Regions from separate parts of the Sus scrofa genome. Here region 2 is linked to region 1. Evidence: chromatin contacts called from public HiChIP or PLAC-seq data. All regions are on one chromosome and are shown on one strand. The core of a region is the stretch at or near the end of the contact, and the rest is flanking DNA. Distances in the headings are between cores, read along the strand shown.

Region 1 (3,274 bases), core at 362-2,861:
TTCATAATCTGCTCTCCATTAAAAGACTCTAGTGCTCATTTGTTTAATCCTCTTGAATATCAAAGCCTCTAGTCAAAGCTTTTGTGTCATTCTGCTTGCTTTTACTTGAATGTCTGTAATAGAAGACTTTTTTAAAGCAAGGTGACCTGAACTACCCTTTGTTCCAAATAAAGTTACTTCATTGTTAAATAACATCCTTTGACTTACACCAAGGCAATAAACATTTTAAATATCTACTTAGTTTTTTGAGCACTTTACTAAAAATTAGACTCTATTCCTCTACTAAACATGTATTCTTCTGTTCAGTGTCTTGTAGCATATGAGTACCAGGGGGTATATTCATTTTTTGTAGAATTTGGTGTTTCCTAACTCAGTACATTCATTATATTTCTCTACGATGAGTTCTGTCCACTGCTCTCAGCCTGCCTGCATTTAATACCTCTACTCCTTCCTACAATCTGCCCTTCTAGTTTTGTGGTCTCAATAGACTTCATCTCTCTTCAAGTTCTATCTTCCAAATTACTGAGGCATTTTAAAAAGCAATTAAATTTAAAAAGACTATTATTGAGCCATGTGTATAGACTGCTTGCCCAAATTTATGGATCCTAAAATGGCCAAGCTACTGGCCAGGAATTTTCAGCTTTCATATTAAAGCTCAGAAAGAAAGCCAAGGGGAGAGCAAAGTAAAGAGTATTGTCATAACAAAGAGAACTTTGGACTTTAAGTTCCCATGGCAAATTATACTTTTAGCTTCAGTTTTTTAAGAGGGTTTTTTTTTTTTTGGTCTATTTGCCTTAATTACTTTTTTATTACTGAAAAAATTATTGCATGTGATTTATTTCCTGTGTTAGTATGTTAAAACCTTAATAAATTAATTATATTAGTAAAGGTAATGTAATGGCATAAAAAATTTATTCCATGGCTTTATCTATTAGAATGTTTTGTAAACAATGGAGAATCATTATTTTTTTAAATACATTTTGTCTTATTAGTACAAAAATACGCTGTTACTCATATTTAGAAACTCTTTAAAGCTTAGGATTTAAGAGGTAATTTTGTTTTAAATTCATTTCAATTAAATATGTGGATACTTTGGTTGTAAATGATGATGAATAGTACTGCCTCACTTTATAGGGACTTTGCCATTCATGATGCCCATAAAAAAATAAAATTAGAAAGGAGCAATAATAAGTTACTATACACTGTTTTAAATAACAATATTGGTGTGGTCATGAAAGGAAGAGGGAATCCAGGTCTCTCCATCATAATCCAAATATTAAGATATTTGCCCTAAAATACAATACAAGGGAAAATACAGTGACTCCAAGGTTAGGCCCTGGAATCTGCCTGGATTCTAATCCTCTGTGTTACCCTTTGGTCAAGGAGGTCATTGCTCAATCTCTGAATCAGAAGGCTGGGTTTACTGCTGCTGGAGAGTGGAGACCTGTGCTGGAAAATCATCGTCTTTCTGAACAAAGCAGACTGCTGATCTTGTTTTGGATTTGAGGAATCAGAGGTCAAAGACTGTTGGACTGTGAGAAGCAGTACTGTGTGAGGATTGGTAGACTTTAGCTGCAGCAGTGTAGTCACTGAATGAAGCTGTTGCCAGTTAACTGGCTTTCGAAAGTGTGGTAACTGACCCATTGAGATGAGTTCTAAACTATGACTCTCTTGCTACTTAACAATAACAAAACTGCCTTCCTCATAGAAATTTTTGATGATTAAATCAGAGGTTGTGTATAATCTTCCTAGCATAATGCCTAATAGAATCAGTCTGGCCTGAAAGAGAGTAAAGCCCCTAAACTGTGAAAGACCAGCTTTAGAGCATTAGATCATCATATCGGGGCAGTGTAGCACCTTAAACTTGCCTCAGTCCCTAGTGTTACATACTACATGCTATTCATTTTCACTCTTATAGGTGCTTAATACACAGCTCTACAACAGTAACATTTTAGGCAGTGTTTATTTCACTTTTAAACAGATATCATTCTATTAAAAAGAATGAAATAATGCCGTTTGCAGCAACATGGATGAAACAGAGACTCATACTGAGTGAAGTAAGTCAGAAAGACAAGTACCATATGATATCACTTATATCTGGAATCTAATATAAGGCACAAATGAACCTTTCCATAGAAAAGAAAATCATGGACTTGCAGAATAGACTCATTGTTGCCAAGGGGGAGAGGGAGGGAGTGGGGTGGTTGGGGAGCTTGGGGTTCATAGATACAAACTATTGCCTTTGGAATGGATTAGTGATGAGATCCTGCTGTGTGGCACTGGGAACTCTGTCTAGTCACTTAAGATGGAACATGATAATATGTGAAAATAGAGTGTGTACATGTATGTCTGTAGGAGACAATATCCCGATAAAAATGTAGAAAGGAGACCCCAGCCATGATGACGAAGCAAAGTCTGGCCAACTGCCCCAGCCACCCCTCCCCCACACATCTGCTTTTGTAAACTTGTTTCCGCATCTGTTACTTTACCAGTTCTCAATCTGGTCCACCAAGCACGGACCCAGAAGAACTAGCCCATAAAAGCCTTGTGAAACCCCTCTTCGGGGCTCCGACTCCGGAGAGCGATCTCCTCTGAGCTCTCCAACTCTCCCAGTGCTTGCTTGGTTTCTCACCAGGTGAAAGAGCTGCTGGAGCTGTACGCTGCAGCCACAGAGCTGCTGTTGCTGGTACACTGGCCATGGGGCTGCCACCAGAGCTGATACACTCCAGCCTTGGGCTGCTGACAGCTGCCAAAACATGTGTACATGCTGTACAGTAGAAAAAAATTGTATTGGGGAAATAACTATTAAAAAAATAATAAAAAAAAAACACCATTCACTCTTAAAAAAAAAAATAGGTATCATTTGCTTTCTAGACCATTGGGCTTTTTGTGCATTTGGTTTGGTTTTGAAGCTTTTATGAGCATCACAGATCTCTTTGAGAACCTGGTAAAAGCTATAAATTCTTTCCCCTGAGTGGTATATTGTGCATATACACATTTTTATATACAATAAAAATTGTATATAAAATTTGACAATTTCTTGGTTTGTCAGATTCCATGAAGGCCCAGGCCCTGTTCTTTAACACTATCTCTGTTCAAAAAGATAGTTTTCTGTGAGAATCTTTATATATAGAAGCACAGATTTTGATTGTAGGACATAGGGTAATACCAATAAAAAAGCCCTTTATGATAGAAAACATAAAATGTATGTCGTGATTGAGGTTTAGAGTAAAGGTTAAAATAGATTAGACAAGAAAATGCCAGGTCTTAGAGG
Region 2 (3,428 bases), core at 832-3,331, 150 kb before region 1:
TAAGGGTTCAGTGTGAGGCAATGGTTTTCTGTGGGAGTGTATTTACCCCAAAAACAAACACATGATCTCATGTAATCCTTGGGCCACTATGAGAATTACAGTATCCAGTATGAGAGCCATTAAAAATCCCATTGCATCCTGCTTGTAAGTTACATGACATGTGACACGGCCTTTTAAATTTTGGCCATTCTCAGCAGTAACGAACCCAACTAGTACCCATGAGGATGCGGGTTTGATCCCTGGCCTCACTCAGTGGGTTACGGATGCAGTGTTGCCATGAGCTGTGTGGTGTAGGTCGCAGACACAGCTCAGATCCTGCGTTGCTCTGGCTATGGTGTAGATTGGCAGCTACAGCTCTGATTCAACCCTTAGCCTGGGAACTTCAATATGCTGTGGGTGTGGCCCTAAAAAGACACAGAAAAAAAAAAAAAAAATTGGCCATAACACATTCAAGGGCACTGGCAAACCTCAGCAACCCCAGAGCTGAACGGAGACAGAGAGGGGTCTGGAGCCCTTGTCCCACAAAGTATGAAAGAAGGAACTGAAAACTTAAAGGCTACAAAGGAGAAAATACTTGAAGAGCTGAGAGAGAGATAAGCTTGGTTAAGTTAATTAATGTCTCTGCTTTAGTTTCCTAATTTGCAATACAAAAATCATAAGGCTGTTGTAAAGATTAAATAAATTAAGACAAATACAACAACAGTGCCTAGCGTGTCACTGATCTCAGCAAGTGCTGGCTCTCGTTAATAACATCTTCTTCATTATTTTCTAGAGCCTCCAGAGGGCAGAATAAGGAGCAATGGGGAAATGCTGAAGGAAAGTAAAAATGGAATATTAACTATAAATCCTACTTTCCTATTTTGGAGATCCCTGTGCTTCGTTTTAATGTAATCAAATTGCAGTTACTTCAGATTTAAACTCTTACACTTCTTTAGTTTTCTAACTTAAATTTCTATCAAAAGAACCAAATTTAGAGCAATTGCTTTAGTAAACATTATTTACATTTAAAAAAGAGTAAGTACTCTATCTTACATATTAGGTAAATATAGATCATTAAACACTTTTTAAAGTAGGATTTTCGGATAAAATAAGGGATGCCCAGCTAAACATGAATTTCAGGGGGAAAAAAAAGGAGTAAGTTTTTAGTATAAGAAGGTCCCCCAAATTGCATGGGAAATCTACTTTTGCTAAAAAATGTTTTCGTTGTTTACCTAAAATTAAAATTTAACTGGGTGTCCTGTATTTTTATTTGCTAAATCTGGCAACTTTACTTAAATGTGCACAAAACTCAAAGTAACTGAAAATGTTTTTTAAACAAAAAATTTAAAGATCCCTTTACATTTAGAAGGTTCACTAACATGGATAGGGAAATGCTATGTATCTGTTACTTTTTGTTTTAAACAACATTTCAGAAATTTTTCCTCCATGACACATCCTTCAGTCATATCTCAGATTTCCGGTGCCAGCTTAAACTGCTCAAGAGGAGGTTATGATCAGCCATGCACATTTGGCAACTTGTAGAACCATCACTTCCCATGTGGCTAAAGGAAGACAGACCTGGTGGGAGATTTTTGTTTTCATTTCTGTTAGGCACAGATAACACAAATCCTCTGCTCCAGGAATATTTACACAGCCAAAATATACAAATATTTGAAATGTCCATTGTCAAAGAACATTTTGCTCAAGCTCTACAAACAAGCCACCATCACCTGAATACTACACACTGGTAACAGGATGGAGACAGTAAGATACTTTGCTGTTTCAACAACATTTATATCTATGTCACTAAAAATTTATATTGTGCGATCTGTGGGATACGAGAAATGAAAAAGATTTAAGCTCCTGTTCTAGCTAGTGTTCAACAATATAAAAGACATTTTTAAAGAATAAAAATAACTGTGGAGGTCCATTACTGGAGGGTCTGCCAAGTGGTCCCTAGACCATGGATGAGAGGGCACCATCTGATGAGATAAGGGTAAAACCAGTAACAAAATTGCTGCGGTGTTAAAGGGAGTGGGGGTGCTGCTAAAAGCCTACGAAAGAAGAAGTGAAACAGGAAAAAGGAACCCCAAGTCAGAAGAATGCAAGTCCAGTGGATAATTCAAGGAAGCAGTGGGGTTGGAGGAGCCTGGCAGAATGCGGGCCGGCTGTGTTAACGTGACTCAGTTTCGGTATGACTGCTGCTTCTCAAAGTTATAGGGAACAAACAAGACAATCCTTGTGAAAATATTCTGCACATTACAAAGTCTTTAGGAGATGCTGGTCATTGAGGTCATGTATCAGGATGGCTTGAACCCAACACTCAAGTTGACGGCAGAGCCCTAAGAAGTCCAAGATGGAAAGCGCCAATGGGAGTTTTCCTTCTGTTCTGCAGAATGGACCAGGGAGACAAAGAACACGAAACAATGTTCTGCAAGTGGAACTCTTCTAGAGGGTCCCCTGGAAGGAATTCATTCTATCTTCATGGTCTTTGAGACTTTTTTTTTCAATCCCTTTTTTATTTGATGTATTTTATCAGCTACCTCAAATGTTTTCTAGACTGTATCGAGAAAACCAAAATGTTTGTCGCTCCAGTTTCTGACACAGTTCTCCTCACACAGCTGATGTTTAACACAGGTCTATTAAATTACAGGTTTATGTAATGCTTCTTCCCATTAAAGGACCAAAAAGGAAGATGGCAACGGGGAACTTGGGACTCAAGAATGAAAAGAGGGGAAACCACCCGAGGTGTCATAATGCACAAGCATCAAGACCCAAGGAGGCAGATCACAGGGTAATGTGGCACATGGCATCATGCTCAAGGGTACAGCCTCTACAGGGACACAGACTTGAGCTGGAGCCCTGCTCTGCTTCTTACAGCCACGTGACAAACTAGGCAGGCTGCTCATCCTTTCTGGGCCTCAGCATCCTCGTGCATCCAATGGTGTTGGAGGAACACTCTCTGCAGAGAGTTGTGGGAATTAAAGGAGATTCCTACCCATATAGAGTCCCTGTCACAGTGCCCAGCATGGAATACAGCCTCAATAAATGATAAAATACTGAAAACTGACAAACTTCCTTTAAAAAACCTATGTCATGACTAAGGTGAAACATCTATGCCAAGAGAACCATGCTTTGTGGGATCTCGAAAATAGGATATTTTACCCTGAAATTCCCCTAAATTGTAATGTCAGCAGAGAAAATAATAACCATCACCACACCCTGATCTGTGGGTCTGGAAGACTGAGAACATGCTAGGTAGGCATTCGTTATTCCACAGTGATGATGGGAACAAAACAATGGTTAGAAATAGGGGCAGTGGTTTCTGTGGTTAGAAAAACTACCTTTTTTTTTTTTTTATTTAAATCTCTACTGGGGGATGACAACATTGGAAAGCCCTCAGCAGGCTGGGATTTCCCATCAAATCAAACATCCTAATTGTAGTTTAT

The links. HiChIP or PLAC-seq counts read pairs in DNA pulled down with a chosen protein or histone mark.
Region 2: an H3K27ac HiChIP or PLAC-seq map of alveolar macrophages shows a contact between it and region 1. The contact joins two enhancer-like sites. A contact is called at or near these places in 1 of 47 Hi-C or Micro-C datasets (heart right ventricle) and 1 of 2 datasets of contacts at active chromatin or transcription factors (alveolar macrophages).

What each region holds. Positions count from the first base shown.
Region 1 is chr18:33,391,303-33,394,576 of Sscrofa11.1, reverse strand. All of the region lies in intron 1 of ZNF277 (zinc finger protein 277), which reads left to right. Among named protein-coding and RNA genes, the nearest start is that of ZNF277, 30 kb to the left of the region's middle. Within about 2 kb of position 1,611, at least 6 of the 83 cell types and tissues checked have an H3K27ac peak or open chromatin away from gene starts, as enhancers often do. A contact at or near this core is called in alveolar macrophages, where this site is marked.
Region 2 is chr18:33,542,259-33,545,686 of Sscrofa11.1, reverse strand. The region is part of intron 1 of DOCK4 (dedicator of cytokinesis protein 4); the gene reads right to left. Among named protein-coding and RNA genes, the nearest start is that of DOCK4, 120 kb to the right of the region's middle. Within about 2 kb of position 2,081, at least 9 of the 83 cell types and tissues checked have an H3K27ac peak or open chromatin away from gene starts, as enhancers often do. A contact at or near this core is called in alveolar macrophages, where this site is marked.